Regions from separate parts of the Sus scrofa genome. Here all the other regions are linked to region 2. The links are chromatin contacts, called in public Hi-C and HiChIP or PLAC-seq maps. All regions are on one chromosome and are shown on one strand. The core of a region is the stretch at or near the end of the contact, and the rest is flanking DNA. Distances in the headings are between cores, read along the strand shown.

Region 1 (5,015 bases), core at 572-3,071, 260 kb after region 2:
GTAACAGAGTTAGAGACAGAAACTACTCCGTTAGAACATCCTATCACCCCAATATTTCCAGCCTATTAGTCCATGCTTCCCCACAGATCAGCAAGAAAACCTTCAGAGCAAAAAGGGCCTGTGTGCTTATCTCGGAAAAGCTGGAAAAATGCAGTGCGCTGCGGAGACCTCAGCCAACTCAGGAGGAGAGTGGAAGGTGCAGCTTTAAGAAAAACAGACGCAGGCTGGACGCTACCGTCCAACATTCTAGAGGGACTTGAAAGATTGTGTCCATGGCTGTACAACTATAAATGCAATAAAATTCATTGAGAGAAAAAAGGAAAGAAGGAAAAATGCAGGCGGGCTTCCTAGAACTAAACCAGAGCAGACAGAGGAGGTCAAGGGGTGCTGCCCTGGACCTAAGCAGGAGCTTTGGTGGAAAACAACCTATTTGTTTTACCAACTAAGAAAACACGTCCTTTTCATCTCAATTCCAGCATTTAATAATCATCCCGAAACCATCTACTATTTGCCTCTACTATGGAAGATTGAAGTTTCAGCAAAATTTTCATGAGAGAATGTTTTCTTGGGTTCTGAGAGGAGGTGGGAGGTGCATTCTGAAATACCACCCTCTTCGCAACTAAATAAAAGAGAAAGTTTCTGGAAGGCACTTTTCTCCAATTCTAGTGGAGCTTGGTAAAAGTTGCCACCTGTTAAGGAAAGGGACATCAACTGAGAAGTGTACAATAAACGTTTCGCTTCTACACTGATGGAGTACCCACTAGCCATGCCACTTTTATGGAGCACCTACTCTGTGCCAAGCAGGCAAAGGGCTAAATACCCCCAAAGACGTATCACTGGAAAACCGCAATGGAGCCTCAAGGACCTGTCAGTCAAACAGTTACACTGCGTGATGCGCACCCTCTGGAAAAGGTCTCTAGTGGTGCCGAAAATTAACCGAGTTCCGGCAGTCTTGCAAAACTAGTAGGAGGTACCAGATCAAGTAGGTAGGAAGAAACTTCCAGAAAGAGGGATGGCTACTCAGATACGTGAGCTGGCAGGACAGCCTCGACCCGCCGCGCGCGAGTGCGGCAGATAGAGCATCCGCCTAGGCAGGAGGTCTCACACCGCAGGCCTGCGAGCCGCAGGCATTCCTGGTGGGGAAGCGCAGGGGAAGCACGGCCCTTGCTCTAGCTGGAGCGACACCGGCAGGAATAAGTCACCGTCCTATCCTCAAAGACTGGGCCATTTAGTAGAAAGCGTCACTTTCACTTCCTGCCGCAGGGTTGCCAGATTTGGCAAATGAACGTGCATATCGGTCGGGTAAATTAGAATTTCAGACAAACAGCGAATATCTGTTTAGCCTAAGCACGTCCCTTGCAATCCTGGGGATATTCGTAGACCGCACCATCATTAGCTGTTTATTTGAAATTCCCATTAATCAGGGCATCTTGTATTTTATCTGGCAATCAAAGGGGAGAGGAGGTCCAAGCGCACAGGATTCAGAATTTTCAACCTGACAGTCACCTGATCCTTAAGTCCACTTGAGCGCTTAGGGCACCCTTCCCTCCCCACCCGTCCTGGGCCTTCCGCACTCGAAGGGGCCTCGCTGGACTCAGGGCCCACACTCGGCGCCGCAAAGAGGCGCCCCCGCCCACCGCTAGGTCCAGACCCCCGCGAGGCCTCCCGCTCGCAGCTCCCCTTACCCAGAGGCCGAAGCTCCCGGTGCCCCGCCAAACCGCCCCGTCGAGCCGCTCACCCTCCGGACCAGCCGTGTCCCCGCCAAAGCAGCGCGGCGCCAGTACATGGTCGCAGCGCTGGTCCGCGGCAAGCAGACGCGCCGACGACTGCCCCTCGGGAGAGCCCGCCTCCGCCCGTTGGCCCCGCCCCCGCCGCCGGCCCCGCCTCCGTCCGCAGACCAGCCACGCCCCCGCCCGCCGGCCACGCCTCCCCGGGCTGCCCGCGCTGCCCGTCTCAACCGCACCGACCGGTCCTACCCCTCCCCGCCTCCCACGCGGCCGGAGGGCGGGATCCCGGCGAGGCCCACCCACTGGGGAAGGGCAGTCGGAGGCCCGCAGGTGCCTCGGCTGCCTGTCTGCAGGGTTCATCCAAGCCCTGCACCTGTTCCTTTAGGGTTAGGGACGCTCTTAAAGGATCGCGGGCACGTGTCGTCAGTGCTGGGGATGGTGGTCAACCTTCTGACGAAACGGAGGAGAAAGATAATCTGTCTGACGCCGAATCGAAGTGCCTGGGATATTTACATAGCACGGTAGCATAATTACAACTTCCTGTCGGGCAGGTCTTTGTGTTGGAGAAATAACAACCTAAATATGTCATTACAAAAGATCTCACAGAAGTTGTGGGATGATTGGATTTTAGAAAAAAAAGTGATCCGTTGTAGAACGTTCATTCCAAAGAAAACAAAGATAGTGTATTCAAAATGAAATTAGGCAAATAAAACTAAATATAGCCCAGAGGGGTCTGATGGCTTGAGTGCTGCTAATGACATCATCGTGTCCTTAGTCGTGGTAATAATAGCCCTTTGTGCGTTGCTTTATAAAAAGAGGTGGGTCAGCCTTTATTTTTATTTACTGAGGACCAGGACATTGAAATCTATTTGTTAAGGTCAAAGGTCAGATGGTGTCTAAAATTCTAAACAATTATTGGAACAATCCAGGCCTTTTTTGAGTCTTCATGCTCAATTAGCTAAACTGAAGATTCATGTTACCAAGTTACAAAATGAGCATTTCTGTTTCTGATAGTTTTTTTCCCTGCTTTCAAGTGGGCCACGTTTTTCATTACTTCATAAAAGGATAAAAGGGTAGTTGCAAAAACGAAGACCCCAAAAAGTGTAAAGTCATTTCTCGTAAATCCAAAATTAACTTTAAAAATAAGATGTAAAAAAATAAAAATAAGATATGTTATCAACAGTGTTGTGGGGTTTGTGGAGTTTTGAAATTGAAAGATAGCTGTTTAGGAATTTACTGTGTCATTTTTGTTTTGAGGTAGAATTTTACCTTATTGTTTCAAATTGTGTATTGAGAGGTAAAATAATCATGCCACGATTTAATTTTAATATAGTATTGATGGCCCATGTTAAGCACATAAATCACTGGACAGGTTTTTTGTTTTTTGGGTTTTTTTTTTTTTTTTTTTTTTTGTCTTTTTAGGGCCACACCTGGGGCACGTGGAAGTTCCCAGGCTAGGGGTCGAATCAGAGCTACAGCAATGCTGAATCCCTGACCCACTGAGGGAGGCCAGGGATCAAACCTGCATCCTCATGGATACTAGTCAGATTAATTTCCGCTGTGCCACGAAAGGAACTCCTGGAAAGATATTTTAAAAAGGGATCTCAAGTGAAGGCACTTCAAACAAGGAGCTCCCGTTGTGGCTCAGCAGGTTAAGAACCCTACGGCTAGTATTTATGCCTTGCTCAGCAGGTTAAGGATCCAGCATTGCCTGAGCTGGGGGGTAAGTCACAGACATGGCTCAGATCCCTTGTTGAGGTGGCTGTGGTGTCGGCCAGCAGCTGCAGCTCCCATTCAACCTCTAGCCTGGGAACTTCCACCTGCTGCATGTGCGGCCCTAAAAAGCAAAGGAGAAAAATGAGCTACAAGAATATGCTGTACAGCTCAGGGAATATAACCAATATTTATGATAACCATAAATAGAGTATAACTTTAAAAAATCGTGTATCAGTAAGTTGTACACACGAAACTTAATATTGTAAATCAACTATACCTCGATTTAAAAAAAAAAAGGTCTCTAGTCTTCTATGAGCCTTGCACCAGGCAAATTAATAACTGAGTGCCATCTGGTGTTGAACAAACAGCATTTTCTGATAGATGTTTCCTAACTTTTGCATTCTGAGCTTTTGTCTTTTCTTTCTTTCTTTTTTTTTTTTTTTGGTAGGTTCCTTGGGAATTTCTACATAGTAAATCACATCACATGTAAATTGGGAGGGTTTTCTTATTTTTTCCTTTCCAATCCAAATATATTTCCTTTTCTTGCCATATTGATTTTGCTAGAACTTTTTTTTTTTTTTTTTTTTTTGGTCTTTTGTCTTTTTAGGGTTGCACCCATGGCAAATGGAGGTTCCTAGGCTAGGGGTTGAATCGGAGCTATTGCTGCTGGCCTACACCACAGCCACAGCAATATCAGATCCGAGCCGTGTCTGTGACCTACACCATAGCTCATGGCAACACCGCTGGATCCTTAACCCACTGAGTGAGGCGAGGGATCACACCTGCAACCTCAAGTTTCCTAGTCGGATTTGTTTCCACTGCTCTGCGACAGGAACTCCTGAGCTTTTGTCTTTTCAAAGACATTGAGCTCCTTGTCATCCTGGTCTATATCTTTCCTTGAGAGGAGCTCAACTTGTATTTTTATTCCTATATTCTTTTCTTTTCATTTCAAAGAGAGAATGAATGAGGAGCTATGTTTTTGATTTTACTGGTGAATGTATTTACATTTGAGATAAAAAAAATTCACTGAATAGTATAGGAAGTTTGAACTGTGGATGTAGATGAGTAAAATCTTTGTCTTGCAAAATTTACTGACCACCCAGAGTGAGGGAGTAAATTCACATACCAAAGTGAGTAACATTACTTGGTTCAGACTGAAGACTGGGAAACTTCGGTGGCATTTCTTACAAAAGCTATAATGCAGATGTGTTCCACTAAACCTGACTCCCTAACACGCAATGACTGATACAAAGGTGACACAAGTGCAGCAGGGTGGTGGATCTAATCAAATTCCCTTAAACCTAATTGAATTCCCTGCTAATCTTAGAGACCTGATCAATTCATCTAAATTAGCAACATCTTTGCTTTGCTTTATTATTATTATTATTACTACTATTTTTCTTTTTTGGCCACCCTGTGGCACATGACTACACTGCAGCTGCGGCAATGGATGATGCCGAGGCCTTAACCCACTGTGCTGGGGACTGAACCTGCATCCTGGTGCTACAGAGATGCCACCCATCCCATTGTGCCGCCGTGGGAACTCCTGCTCTGCTTTATTTTTCTCCAGGG
Region 2 (4,848 bases), core at 258-2,757:
CATCCTTGAGATAAATTATATTCTTGCATCTCACAACCATGCTTTCAAGTATTTACTACTGAAATCTAAACGATCTTCCTCTCCATAGCTGAGTACATGGCTGTTCTCTTTAGTAATAGAAACGTTTTGCTCTCCAAGTCAATCCTGGAGCTCCAGCTACTGGCAGCTCCTCATCAGAATATGGTAAACCAGTTCCAATTTTCTTTTAACAGTTCTAATGCAAAGGAGAGAGAATTCTGCAGCCTAATACCTTGTGGTTCATCTCCCTGCTACTTCGATGCTTGGCAGGAAAACCCCTTGAACATTCCACTGCACAGATCTAATAAAATTGTTCGCTATCCGATCACACCGGGGTTGAGGTCACCTACTCGTCCTTACCAATCAAACCGTTTAAATCGTGCTACAGCAGGACAATTTCTGAAGAATTTAGCAAATTAAGCTCCTTCAAGCAAACTGTTAACCTAGCCTTCCCTCCACCCCCACCTCTCCTTTTTGCCAAGTAAATGTTCTGGTAAATTCTAGGCCGACTAAGAATGACTCATGAGGAAATCCTGCATCTTTGCATTCTTACACTAAAATGACAGCTGCGAGGTCCTGGTGTTTCCCTCTACGTCCTGAGAAGGAGATCTGTGACTTCCCCGTGTGTTCCCTAAGGACAAGCAGCCAAGTACTCCAGAGGAGGAGCACGCAACCCCAAGGACCGACCCAGCCTCGTGTGTGTTGGTGACTAAAACTGCACACCCAGGTAAAGCACTTCTTCTCCTGTTCCTTCCCCTGACCGACGACGTCCCTCCCAAACGTTCTCCAAGTTGTCCAGGGAAGCTGCAGAGCAGGTCACACCGCCCGCCCCTGCGCCGCCCCCCCTTCTCCCTTTCCTTCCGCCAATGAATCGGTGACGAAAAGAGGAGCAGGTGAGCATCTCCCCGCGGCCTCAGTTTACAGACCAAGAAAGGAGGCGCGGGGAGAGGGTGTGCGCTCCAAAAAAAGAGGGAACACATCCGAATTCAAAACCGAGTAACTGCACTCAGGTTCCCAGCAAGTAACCTTGACCTGCTGGGGACTCCCCCCTCCCTTTGGGGTCCGGAGCAAGTGCGCGTGGGGGAGGGGACGGAGGCGAGGAGGGGGAGGGGCGGGCGAGCGCCCCGCGGGGCCTGCAGCCAACCCGCCCCACGCCTCCCAAGCTCTGCCACCCCGCCGGCCGCCCCAAGCCGGCAGAGGCCTCCGGCGGCTGCCCGAAGGGAAACTCCTCGGCCCCCACCAGCAGCCCCAGCGCCTCGCCGCGGGGGGCTCGCCTGCGCACGACGCTGCGGCCGCAAACGTCAGCGGCGCCCTCCCTTCCAGACCCTTCGGCGGTGCCCGGGACTGCGCAGACTCCGCCCCAGGCCCGGAGCCAGCCGGCCAATCGGCACCCGCTGAAGGCGGGCCCAGCGTCGTGAGGCGCCGCCCACGAGCCTCCGACTCTTATAAATACCGCGGCGCGCTCCTGGCAGCAGAGAGCGGGCACCCGGGAGCGTAGACGATAATGCAAAGTGCTATGTTCCTGACTGTCCATCACGACTGCGGACCCATGGACAAGAGCGCAGGCACCGGCCCCAAAAGCGAGGAGAAGCGGGAGAAGATGAAGCGGACCCTGTAAGTACGGCTTTCTTCTCTCCCCTGCCAGCCCCGCGGACCTAGCTGTCCCGGGCGGCTGCAAACGCGGTACATCCGCGCTTGGCTTCCACCCTGGAGCGGTGCCTCCATCTCTGCAGGGGAAAACATTGTGTAAAAGATACACTTGCTAGGTAGGGTTAAATCTATGTGGTGGGTCCTTTGTGATGTAACCGAAGGACTCGAGGGTAGAGTCGAGGAACTGCGGCAAATTCGTGATGCAGAGGCGGTGGTAGATGAGCTGAGGAATCGCAGGTTGGGTTTTTATCTCCCCGCATCGAAAATGACACCAGAGAATCCTGCAGCCCAGGCGCGTCCCCAGCATTCGTACGTTGCATTGTAAATTCTCATCAACTTACACAGCTGCTGGGATGGAAATATTTTTGCTAGCTCTGAATATATTATTTTAAAATCTTTTTTTTTTCCAGTTTAACAACAGATCTCACCCACCCAGCACTAAGGAACAAATAATTGTTCTGCATCATCTGGTTAAAATGGGTGTTGTAGTTGCGATCACACACGCGCGCACACACGCACACGCACCTCACCTCATTGTTCACAGCTTCTAGAGTGGTCCAGATCCTCCTGCTCTAAGGGTGGAAGGGAAATACCCATGGCTGGCTCCGGGCAGTTCCACTGTCCGTTTCATCAAGTGTGAAATGTCTCAGAATTGTAATTAACATTGCAGAACTGCTGCTGCCTTTTGTGGGCCAGAAATAGCATCTGCCTTTTGAACTATGCCAGCTAAATTCATTAAATACCCTATAATTGTAGGTTATCCTACGCGTAGTTATAAAACTAGCAGTTATGTTCAGATGAGTAGATGAAACTGTTCCAGGCATAGGTGCTGGGTTTATATTTTAAAGGGGTAAGACTGACTTGAAGGAGGACTGTTTTGTCTTACTTCGTTGTCTGTAGCTACTGGGAGTGACTTTATTTGGTTTAAAAAAAAAAAAAAAAAAAACCTTTAGCTGCAGTGGTGTGGCCATTTCAAGTGTTGGCACTTAGTAAAAGTCTTTTTTTTTTTTTTTTTTTTTTTCTTCTTTAAGATTAAAAGATTGGAAGACCCGTTTGAGCTACTTCTTGCAAAACTCCTCCTCTCCTGGGAAGCCCAAAACCGGCAAGAAAAGCAAACCGCAAACCTTCATCAAGTAAGTTGAAAATCTCAGTCCTTGCAAAGCTAGGCCACCAGCTGCTGAACAGAAGGGGGAAACAGACAGGTGTGAGCTGACATGTGACCGTCTCTTGCAGGCCTTCTCCTGAGGAAGCACAGCTGTGGGCAGAAGCATTTGATGAGCTGCTAGCCAGCAAATGTGAGTTAACCCCTTGAATTTGGTCCTTTTCAAGGAGCCCAAGCGTCTAGAAAGGAGGAGCATCCGGCCCCAGGGAGTTTGACTTTACTGTCTCCAGCATCTGAGGCCTGTTTCTTCCCCCGCCGTTTCCCGGGGATTATCCCTGGAAACGCAGGGCTTATTCACTCCAGGTGGGACGCAAAATCAGCGCCAAACTGGAATGGCCCTTGGTGTAAGCTTGAGCCAGCTTTTCCATTGCATACAGTGTTCTCAAGAGGCTTAGTTCACACAGAGAACCAAAGCTCCCCCGTAAACGGCTGGGTCAACAGCAAAGCTGAGCACAGCAGGGCGCCACCTTAAGCATTTTGCAGACTGGCATCTTCGTCTCTGAAGAGCTCAGTTCTAAAGCGGGAGTGAAATCTAGAAATCTTGCTTTCATCTAGAGATAAGAAAATTAGGGGGCCAGGGCCAGGGAGGCCTAGGAGAAAAGTGAAGGGATTATGAGGTCCCTCAGTTCACGTTCTTCATGCTTCCTCTCCTCTGCCCCCCAGATGGTCTTGCTGCATTCAGAGCTTTTTTGAAATCTGAATTCTGTGAAGAAAATATTGAATTCTGGCTGGCCTGTGAAGACTTCAAAAAAACAAAGTCACCCCAAAAGCTGTCCTCCAAAGCCAGGAAAATATACACTGACTTCATAGAAAAAGAAGCTCCAAAAGAGGTAAGGAGGAAAAAAAAATGTCCTTGTTTCCGTATCTGTTGAACATTCTTAGCACCAGAGTGAAACGAAAGAATAGAAGAGTCCTCAAGCTAAAAGGAGGGGTAAATATTTTCCCCTCTGGCTTTCAGCGAGATGAATGACCTTTCTACGGGGGCGGCTGGGGCACCTCTTCCGCCCCTCATGGTTTTGGAGGTCTTTTGCTTGTTCATTTGCTTTCATGTATCGCATAGACGTCAGTCTCCACCTCTGAATATGCAGTAAACCGCTATTTTTGTTTCATTTCAGATAAACATAGACTTTCAAACCAAAACTCTCATTGCCCAAAACATACAAGAGGCTACAAGTGGCTGCTTTACAACTGCCCAGAAAAGGGTGTACAGCTTGATGGAGAACAACTCTTATCCCCGTTTCTTGGAGTCTGAATTCTACCAAGACTTGTGTAGGAAGCCGCCGCAGATCACCACAGAGCCCCATGCCACATGAGATGGAAACGGGAGCCCCGCAACGAGGACATTGCTTTTTTTCTTTTTGTTTCCTAAGGGGAAAGGCTGTCACCTGCCGAAAAGACTGACCTTGAATTCAGCCTGGGTGTTGAGGAAACATCACTCAGAACTATTGATTCGGAGTTAGTGAGTCAGGAAGCCAGGAGCAGTCTAGGAGAAGCCGGCACTGGGACAGCTTCCAGAACTGATGGAGCACAGGGAGGCAGTGGCCAGGATGTGGCGTGTCTCACGCTGGGAAAGCAGGCACGCGAGACTGAAGGGTGACAGTGTAACGCTATGGTCCAAGAGCACTGAAAATCAATAGGTCTGGGATTATGTGGCCTTAGCTAGCTGGCTGTACATACTTCCCTAACTCAGTCCTTGTCACCCCAGAGTGGTTTAGTGGTAGCTTTTTAGTCCTAGGTGCCATGTTTACTCTGTACAGGGGTCTCGACGTTCTTACGACTACAGGTCCTCAGTACTGGCCCGCGTGACTCTAAACCTGAAACGGTCTGTGTTTAAATGGTCAGTTGCTGTGTGTCACAGGATGAGTGCTGTGGTGTAGAAAGCGACAATGTCCGTGAGGAGTGCCAAAAACTGTCCTGATGGCAGCTACACTTTGACATGGTCTTTGAAGACTTTTAATAAATTTATTTTGATAAATACCATTATTGAATATTTGGTCCAGATGTGGATTGGGGTTTGG
Region 3 (4,732 bases), core at 1,256-3,755, 290 kb before region 2:
GGACACAGATTTCAGTTAAAATATTTGGTACTGGTTTTCACTTAATAGTTTCATAAATTAATAAGCATAATGTTCTACCAACAGACCTACATACATTTTAAAGCAATACCTCTCAACAACTGTTCATAGATTTCTTTTTAATTTAGAGGAGAATTAAGCAGTCCATTAGTCATTAGAGAAGAGGCAGAAGCAGCACCCCGTGCAATCACAGTGAGAACACGATGCTCCCAGGCACAGGCAGACCTAGGAATACATAAATGGCCCATCAGACACGCTAGATGCCACAGGCACAGAGCTTGGGGCTTACAAATTGTATAAGGTACTATAAAAATAAGTGAGAATTGTAGAAAAATTCACTCCCAACTTTGAAATAAAAACTGCTTTTTCATTTCTCTCTGTCTCTCTCACACACACACACACACACACAGGTTAACCAAACCCCCAAAGAACAAACAACTGCTGGGATTTTGATTGAACAGCATGAATCAGTTTTCTTAAAATCACCATCTTATAAGACTGAGTCTTAACATTCCATGAATTCAATAGTATTTAGGTCTTATTTAACCCCTCATAGGATATTTTACAATTTTCCACATAGAGGTCTTACACATAGAATTAGGTATCTAGATTTTTTTTTTTTTTTATGACCACATCCATAGTATATGGAAGTTCCCCACCCAGGGATCAAACTTGAGCCTCTGCAGCAACCTAAGCTGCTGCAGTTGGATCCTTAACCGACTGTGCCACAGTGGGAACTCCAGGTATTTGGATTTTTTATACTGCCTTAATTAGCATTTGATTCTTAAAATTTAATTCCTAACTATGTTATTTACATATGCAAATGCAATGATTTCTGTACACTGGCTGTAGTCAGCAAACTTGCTAAATTCTCTTACTAATCGATACTATTAGTAAGAGATACTAGTCATGCATACAATCTCAGGTTTTCTGTATATATCATTATTTCTTCTGCAAACCATGCCAATTTCCCATGTTTCTAATATTAAAGTGTCTTAATTTTCTTACTGCATCGCTTGGGCCTCCAGTATGCTCGGAAATAAAGTTGTGGCAGCAGCATCCTAGCTTGTTCCTGACGTCAGTGGAGGCTTCCAGTCTTTCCCCACCGCAGACAATATTTGCTAAGGGTTCAGCGGTTTTACTCATCCTTTGCATTTAGCAAGTCTGACTTTATTAATTCCTTTTATTGTGAGCTTCCTCTGTTGCATTCATCTTTTATGCTACTGTATCATTCTCTTCCTTTCATGTCTTTGGAATTAATTTGCTGTTCTTTCTCTAATATCTAGCAGTGAAATGGAGACTTAACTCCATTTTACAGTATACGATTTAATGTTGTTGTAAGTCTTGGAGTCAAGGAATACATTGAGTGACGGTTTTTTCTCATCCCACTCTCCCGAGAAACGTATGAACCCTCTCTGAGTTCATCCACACGAATTCCAGAATCACTTCATTGGAGTCTAAGACATTGCTCGTCCCTGCCCCTGTCCTGGGGAAAAAAATCATAATAAAACTAACTCAAACCTATAAATTAATTTTGGGGGAAAAAATGACATCTTTATAATATTGAGTGTTCTCAACCAGGAACATAGCGTAAGTTATCTATTCAAGTCTTCATTTATTTCTGCCAAATGACTGCTGCTATCATTTTCTCCATGTACTCCTGTATACTTTTTATTCAAGTTCATAGTTTGTGTTTTTTAAAACAATGGATGGAGACTTAGTTGATTTTTAGCATTTCTTTTAAAATATATGCATATGAGACATTCATGATACATTTCCAATAATTATGGAAAGTGAGTTGGGAATAATCAGTTTTACAGACTCAACCTGAAGTTCCCAGTATCCTCATTCAGAAATTACTTTATAAAGAATGAAATTAGAATACTCTCTAATGCCACACAGAAAAATAAACTCAAAATGGATTAAAGACCTACATATATGACTGGATACTATAAAACTTTTAGAGGAAAACAAAGGCAGAACACACTTGGACATAAACTGCAGCAGTATCTTTTTTAATCCACCTTTTAATCCACCTCTGAGAGTAATAAAAATAAAAACAAAATAAATAAATGGGAGCTAATTAAACTGAAAAGATTTTGCACAGCAAAGGAAACCATAAACAAAATGGAAAGACAACCCAGAGAATGGGAGAAAGTGTTTGCAAATGAAGTGACTGGTAAGTGGTTCCTTAATCGCCGTAGTATCCAAACAACTCATGCAGGTCAATATCAAAAAAAAAAAAAAAATCAAAAGATAGGCAGAAGATGTAAACAGATACTTCACCAACGAAGACAGACAGCCAAAAGGCACATGAAAAAGTGCTCAACATTGCTAATTATTAGAGAAATGCAAATCAAAACCACGATAAGGTACCACCTTACAGCAGCCAGAAGGACCATCATCCAAAAGTTTACAAGGGCACAGGGCGGGAGAGGGTGCATGAGTCAGCGCACACCCACAGACTCCTCTAGAAAACACAGCCACGGCCGTTGGGGACGGTGTTATGAATCACCTCAGCAGATGGAAAGCCCATTAGGAACGACTTCTTCCAGATGCCAGCAAGCGACCAGCTTATCCAAGAACTGCTATGGCCCAAGCTCTTTGGATTGAATGATGCAAGAGGAAGGTGCTTAGCACAACTCTAAATAAGGAGAGTCATCCATACCTGGCAGTTTCGGGAGGCCGTAATTTCTGGAGAACAGCCCAAACCTTTGACCTCGAGGCAATTCATCCAACTGTCATGTCTCCAAATCTCACGTCTCAGAGAATCACACCACCTTCACATCACTACTGAGGGAGAGGAAAGCCATCACCGGCCACTGCCTGACACTTCCCGGGGTCAAATGGCCAGGCAGAGATTGGGATTTGTGTATGTTCCCTGAAGGCAAGAAGTTCACTTGGCCAAGGTATAGGCATACAACATCTGTATAATAAATATGCATTGAATTATTGATTTCATAATGAATCAATCATACTATTTCATGAACACTTTTTAAAAAATGAGATGCTTACGAAAAGATGTTTGATAATGGCGGTAAACATTGGGACCATTTTAAAAGACTATGTTATACGAGGCCATGCTCAAGAAAAAAAATGGCACGTGGTTATTCAGTCATTTTCAGGACTGCAATGCAATCACACATTAGAAGTGTGTTAATGCTAATCCTTAAGCAAGTATCTCCACCGAAGTAATCACCCTAAACCTAGGGGCACAGCCATGAGGTCGTTCACTAACCGATGTACAATGGGTACCAGGTAAAAGTTACAAAGAAAAATTATGCTACAAATGTTTCCAGAAAATTTATTTTCCTTCTTTTTATTTTGAAATTTTAAAATCTACAGAAATGTTGCACAAGTAGGAAGAGAAACACCTACATGCCCTTTGTCTGGTTTCCTCAGTATTAATCTTTTGCTGGACTTGTCTCTCTCTCTGTGTGTGTGCATGCACGCGCGTGTGTGCCTGTGTGTGTGGGGAGGGGGGGTGTTGGACCATTTGAGAATTACTTGGAGATAGTGTAACACCTCATTCCTATATGCCAATCTCCTAAGAACAAAGGCATTCTCCTATATAATACAATTATCTTACTCAGGAAGTATAACATTAATGCAATGTCCTTATCTAATACACCAACCACTTCCAAATTTCCCCAATTATACCAACACTGTCCTTTGTTTTTCTAATTTACTCTTCCTCCCAAGGGCCTCAGATCACACAGGTCACACATTACAATTATTGGTCATGTCTCTCCAATCTCCTTTACTCTGGGACCCAGCCTTGTTTCTCACTCATGATGTTGACATTTTTCAAAAGTCCAGGCCAGTGGTTTTCCAGAATGTGCTACAATTTGGACTGTCCAGATGATAAGACTCAGTTTAAACATTCTGAGCACAAATACTACGCAGGTGAAATGCATCTTTCTTGGTGCATCAGCAATGATATCCGTTTCTCCCGTGGAACTTGCCCTCCTGGCGCCCTACATGCAAACGCTGCTGCTCCTCACCTGCTGAATCAATCAGGGGGTCTCCTTCTCCTGCCTCTGCTAGCACAGCCCACCTGCATGGACCGTTCTCTCTCTCCTGCTACCCAAGGGTTTCTTTTGTTCACGGCTCAACTCACACATTACCACTTAGCACACAACTTTCCACACTACACTCCTCCAGAGGTACACACCTTTCTCCAAAATTTCTAGAGTTGTCCAAAATCCGCCCAGTGCTTCATCACGACGAATGACTTTACAGCCCCCTTGTACTAATGCTCATCTGTGAACCTCATCATCCCACTACAGCGCCAGCCACTGACGGCAGCAACCATGGCCCTTGAGTTCTCTCTGTTTGCACTGTATTTCCCAGAAATGACCAGGATCCAGAGCACTTAATAAACAGCCATGCTGTGGTCCCTGATGAACACGAGAGATGAACATTTCCTTAGGAAAAAAATCCATCCTGTGAGATCCATCCCCCTACCATAGTTAAGGTCGCATCCAAAAAAAAAAAAAAAAAACAAAAACACTCCGTGTTTTCAGTTTAGCCCCCAGAGGGTCATACAGACCCCACCCACCCCCGAACTTTTTTTCTGCCTCTATAAGTAACTGCATTTTTAAAAAACTTTTATTTTAAAAAACTTAAATTCTCAAAGGAAATTTTTCATCAATTAAGAATGGATAAAATGAGCCAATTGAAAAAGTGCTTCCTCTTTTTTCCAACAACAGCA
Region 4 (4,556 bases), core at 1,135-3,634, 270 kb before region 2:
TTGGAAACCAGAGACATTTGTTACATCGCCCTTTACAAGCGCACTGAGCAACCGCTACGCCAGGACTGATGTTGGATTCTCTTTGTGATGGTGAGTCCTGCTGACACACATAATGGGTTAGGTTGATTCCGGTCAATGACTGTGAAATAGCAACTGTAACACTTGACTTAAGCCCTGCCACGAGCTCAATTCTTAAACCTCTAAGGGATACATGTCCTTAGACAGATAAACATGTGGACGCTTGTGGATACATACACGTATAGATACACAGGTATTGCCTTTATAATGGAAAGAACTGTTGTTACTAACTCTTTCAGTCATTACGTATGTAAGGTTGTGAATTCACCCACTCAAATACGCAAATGTAATGACTTTTTAAATTAAGGCAGTCAAAATGGAAAGGATTTGTATTTATTAAGCATCTATTATGGACGTGGTTTCATGCCAAGGGTTTCAGAATTATTTCATCAATTAAAATTTCACAGCATTCTTTTTTTTTTTTTTTTTTTTTTGGTCTTTTTAGGGCCACACACACAGCAATATGAAGTTCCCAGGCTAGGGGTGAAATCGGAGCTGTAGCTGCCAGCCACACCACAGCCATGCCAGATTCGAGCTGTGTCTGCAAACTACACCACAGCTCACGCAATGCCAGATCCTTAACCCACTGATAGAGGCCAAGGATTGAATCCGCATCCTCATGGATGCTAGTCGGGTTGCTACCACTAGCCACAACGGGAACTCCCTACATTTCACTGCATTCCAAATCTCACCCTGGAATTCAGAGTTGAGGGACCACCGATCCAATTTTCGTGGAAGGAAAGGCACTCAAATCAACAGGGATGATGGGAAGCATCTTAGGTTTAGGATGAAGAGATCAGGACACACATTCTGCCTTGGTGATGTGTTCTTGAACTGCGAATCCTTGTTTTTTTATTAATAACTGGGGATAATAAAACCAGCTCTTGATGTGTTCACGAAGATGAAAGGAGATGAGGCAAAAGAGCAGCTGGAAAGTAAGGGCCTCAGTGTCACTTCACTTCTCTCATTCACTTTCCCCCTCCTTCCTCTCTCCCTCTAGGCTTCTCTCCTGTCTCTTACTCCACTTCTGTTGGGCTGTTCACTAAAATCAGGAAATGGTAAAACTGAAAGCAGCCCTAGTGACCATCAAATGACCTTCTTTAACAAATAGAAAGAATAAGGTCCAAAGTGTCTGGAGACAGAAACACAGTGAAGTGGTGGCAAATTTAGTAAAACAAAAAATAAAACAAAACCAAAAAAGCACCCCAGTTTCACACTCTTTCTGTCATACTTAGCTAAGGTACACAGCTAAATTAAAAGCAGTTAATTGCCACTCACCTTCCCTTCCCCCTCTCATTCTAAACTTAATGAAGAATCCTCAAACACTCGTGTGTCATGCACACTGTGACTGTACAGTCCCATGTGCCTCAAAATGCACACAGTGACAGCCTGCCAACATTATCCGCGTGCCCTATTTCACAGCTGCAGCTGATGTTCGGATAATCACTGCTATGCAGAAATGCTGACCCACCGCCGTTGCTGGATATTTTTCAAGAATAGATGGACATCTGAATACGGATACAAAATTTTTCTATTTTGTTTAAACATTACGAGGGCCAAACACACCATCAGTTTGTGCATTCTAGTACAATGGGTTCGGGGAGGAAACAAGCAATACCACGCTCCAGGACCGTGCATCCAGGGTCTGCACACGCAGGCAAGGAATGAGGGGAGAAGAACAGACAATTCTTTTCCTCCTCCTTTCTCTTTCCACTTGCTTTCACTGAAACCGGGTAAAAAAGCTCCTTTGGGAGCTTGTCCCATCCTCTTGCCGCTGCACTCTCTGAAGTCCATGACTCACAAGAAGGTCTGAACCAAGTGTTACCCCCTGATTCGCTGGTTGTGGGACTGGGGCCCATGCGCTTTACCTCCCATACACTTGTCCTTGATTGCTTTATTCTATCTCCAAATATCTATCCAATAAACATTCACTGAGCCCCTGCAACCTTGCAGGCCCTGTGCTGGGGACGATGAAGAAATAAATAAGAAAATGGTTCCTACCTTCCCAGAACTCCAAGTCTAAAAGAGGACAGGGGTAGGTAGTAAGGAACTCTTTTTGGCCGTATGTGACAGCTGTACTGGGGGTGACTCCCTGTAAAGTGGTGTTTGCTTTGCTGACTTCCCACCACCTTTCACATGTCACATTGTCAAGAGCCTCAGCACTTAAAAAAAAAAAAAAAAAAAAAAAAAAGTGCAGCTGTCAGTAGTGATTAACGCAACGGCGAGACACGGGGTATGAGAACGGATATAGGTGGTTTTATAAGGACCATGTGGTTACGTGGGACACGCATGCTGAACAGAGAGTGCAGACACTTGGCCCCAAACTTCCTTTTGCACCCTGCGGATGTAAATGAGCCTTGCGTGGAAGTCTTTGCTTCCGGAATAGGAAAATCGACTAACCCGTGAAGCTCTTTATTACTCATTTCAGCAATCATCTGCTTTTCTCGATGCAACATACAAAACTGGTACAAGACACGGCAAAGGAATTTAGCTGGGTCACCCACATTAATTTAGGGCACATTTCTGTCAACTCTATGTGTTAAAATTTATGACAAAGTCAAAAGAGGCTGGGCTTAAACAAACAGCATCTCTGAGAATCGCAGATCAAAACTTATATGAGAGTTCGAGGGAAGATGATTCAGCAATTTTAATTTCAGTTAAACTACCCAAGACTATTCTAGATGAAATTATGTTCTGAATACCTTCTATCTGCTTAGTACTCTTACAGATGCTGTAGAGAGAAGATATATAAAATACATACGCCTCTGTTCCTCAAGGAAGTTGCAATCCACTTGGGGGGAGGAAGTTTTAGGCATGTGAAAAAAAGAAGTAGCAAAACCAGGCGCAGGCAATACATTGCCAAATGACTGAGGCTGATAATCAGAGAGACGTATACAGTGAGCCACAATTATGAGTGAGGGCAATAAAGCTAGAAAAAAAATCATACTCAGTGTGAGCTTTGGCAAAGAGGACCACTTGGATCAAACAGAAGAAGAGAAACAGGGATAAGACTAGAGAAGGACAGTGGACCAAAGGAGCGGGGGAGTGGGGCAGCATCAGGAAGTTTGCAAAAGTGGGATTGGACTTACATGGCTGGAGCAGAGGAATCCAGGGGAAGAGTAAGAACTAGGGCTGAGACTCAGCTGGAAGTCAGACGAGCCAGAACATGAGTGCAAAGCAAGGCGTTCAGACCTCCTTCCGCAGGTCATGCTGAGCCCCAAGTCCTTTCCGTCAGCCGAGTGATGCGAGGAACGTGGGGAGGGAGGGCAGGAGAAGAGCAGGAGTCAGAGTGAGGACAGGTATGTGGGGCAGAGGCAGAAGGCCCATGAGGCGAATCACAAGGCATCTCTTCAAATGAATGTATTCTTTAAATAGCTTTTTAGGAGCTGCTTAGTAAGGTGTGCAGGAGCTTCTGCAAGTGTAGATTACATGCCACTTTATATTAAAAACAGAGGCATTATGATCACGGACTCTAGCGTCGGCACTTTTGGAACTTGCTGGTGTTCAAGTTGGAAATTGTTTCCCACTTTTCAGAAGTCATGTTTTCCCTCGTTTCCCCCCATGAGTCCTTAGAACATTCAAATTCTTGGCATGGGGTTAAAAATGTAGATTTGAAGCCCATTGTTCACCCCAGTAAATAGTGCTCTCTGGTGCATTACTCATTTTCAGAATTTCAGGGCCCTCAGACTGGTTTCAGGGTTGATGGTGGGGTCTTTGGGGCACCATCTAACTTCCTACGCACCTGTCATCAAAATACCAAGCCCAGATGGGTCAGGGTCAGCGAGGGGAGTGTGTTCAGTGTTCACCCTGGGGCACTGCCTCTTTTGGTACATCTTGCCAGCGATGAAAAGTGACCTGGCCCTTCATTCTGATGTACCATAGAGACATCTACTATCACACAGTCAGGCAACCCGGAGAGCTGCCTGGCTGGCCCCCCTCTTCACCGGAACACGATGAGAACAATCAAGCTTTCCCTCTTAACTAGTCCGTTTAAAAAAAAAAAGGCAGTTTGATGGCTCTAGACCGGGTGCCACCCACTGAGTCAGAATCCAGGTGGGGACATGCACTGAGGTTCAGATTTGCATGATCCAGATCATAGATCACCCAGGGGTAAGGTTAAATCTAAGTGTCGCCTTGTCTGATCTGGTCCTGAACGTGACTGAACGTTTGGCTCTGGGGTTACCTGTTCTTACTCATATCTGCTAAAAAAGCAGGTAGGCACTGCAGAAGACTTTCCTGGATTCAATATTAAATCACATGACTTTATCTACGATATAACTTTATCGGACGGTAAAATGTTTAACATGGAACCATCTGAAGAGAAATGAGCTCCATGAGTAATAAGGCATCATAATTTGTAGGACTGATTTGCAGTCTTTTTAAAGGCAGACTTTAGCAGACCAAAGACCCTAAAGACCCCTCTCCATTTCCTCATGGCCGTGCCAGACAAAATATACCCCCCTGTGCAAAAAAAGAAA

What was found. Hi-C and Micro-C count contacts between places; a contact is called where the count stands out from the background. HiChIP or PLAC-seq counts read pairs in DNA pulled down with a chosen protein or histone mark.
Region 1: a contact with region 2 is called in a Hi-C map of skeletal muscle, with 2.8 times the contacts expected there. The contact joins the promoter of GLRX2 here to the promoter of RGS2 in region 2. A contact is called at or near these places in 5 of 47 Hi-C or Micro-C datasets (embryonic fibroblasts, heart right ventricle, retroperitoneal adipose tissue and 1 more) and 1 of 2 datasets of contacts at active chromatin or transcription factors (alveolar macrophages).
Region 3: a contact with region 2 is called in a Hi-C map of embryonic fibroblasts, with 16 times the contacts expected there. The contact joins the enhancer-like site here to the promoter of RGS2 in region 2. A contact is called at or near these places in 3 of 5 promoter capture datasets (fetal skeletal muscle and liver), 10 of 47 Hi-C or Micro-C datasets (brain, embryonic fibroblasts, epiblast stem cells and 6 more) and 2 of 2 datasets of contacts at active chromatin or transcription factors (alveolar macrophages and skeletal muscle).
Region 4: an H3K27ac HiChIP or PLAC-seq map of alveolar macrophages shows a contact between it and region 2. The contact joins the enhancer-like site here to the promoter of RGS2 in region 2. A contact is called at or near these places in 1 of 5 promoter capture datasets (fetal skeletal muscle), 4 of 47 Hi-C or Micro-C datasets (fetal skeletal muscle, mesenteric adipose tissue, retroperitoneal adipose tissue and 1 more) and 1 of 2 datasets of contacts at active chromatin or transcription factors (alveolar macrophages).

What each region holds. Positions count from the first base shown.
Region 1 is chr10:676,134-681,148 of Sscrofa11.1, reverse strand. GLRX2 (glutaredoxin 2) reads right to left here and starts at 1,821. Exons shown (of 4, transcript NM_001243717.1): 1 at 1,686-1,821. The coding sequence starts at 1,786.
Region 2 is chr10:936,742-941,589 of Sscrofa11.1, reverse strand. RGS2 (regulator of G protein signaling 2) reads left to right here and starts at 1,507. Exons shown (of 5, transcript NM_001044600.1): 1 at 1,507-1,632; 2 at 2,700-2,801; 3 at 2,902-2,963; 4 at 3,494-3,660; 5 at 3,946-4,754. The coding sequence starts at 1,523. The coding sequence ends at 4,143.
Region 3 is chr10:1,228,719-1,233,450 of Sscrofa11.1, reverse strand. LOC102166310 (a long non-coding RNA gene) reads right to left here. Exons shown (of 12, transcript XR_002336117.1): 5 at 2,687-2,944. Among named protein-coding and RNA genes, the nearest start is that of RGS1, 79 kb to the right of the region's middle. Within about 2 kb of position 2,505, at least 6 of the 83 cell types and tissues checked have an H3K27ac peak or open chromatin away from gene starts, as enhancers often do. A contact at or near this core is called in alveolar macrophages and embryonic fibroblasts, where this site is marked.
Region 4 is chr10:1,208,954-1,213,509 of Sscrofa11.1, reverse strand. The region is part of intron 2 of LOC102166310 (a long non-coding RNA gene); the gene reads right to left. Among named protein-coding and RNA genes, the nearest start is that of RGS1, 59 kb to the right of the region's middle. Within about 2 kb of position 2,384, at least 18 of the 83 cell types and tissues checked have an H3K27ac peak or open chromatin away from gene starts, as enhancers often do. A contact at or near this core is called in alveolar macrophages, retroperitoneal adipose tissue and subcutaneous adipose tissue, where this site is marked.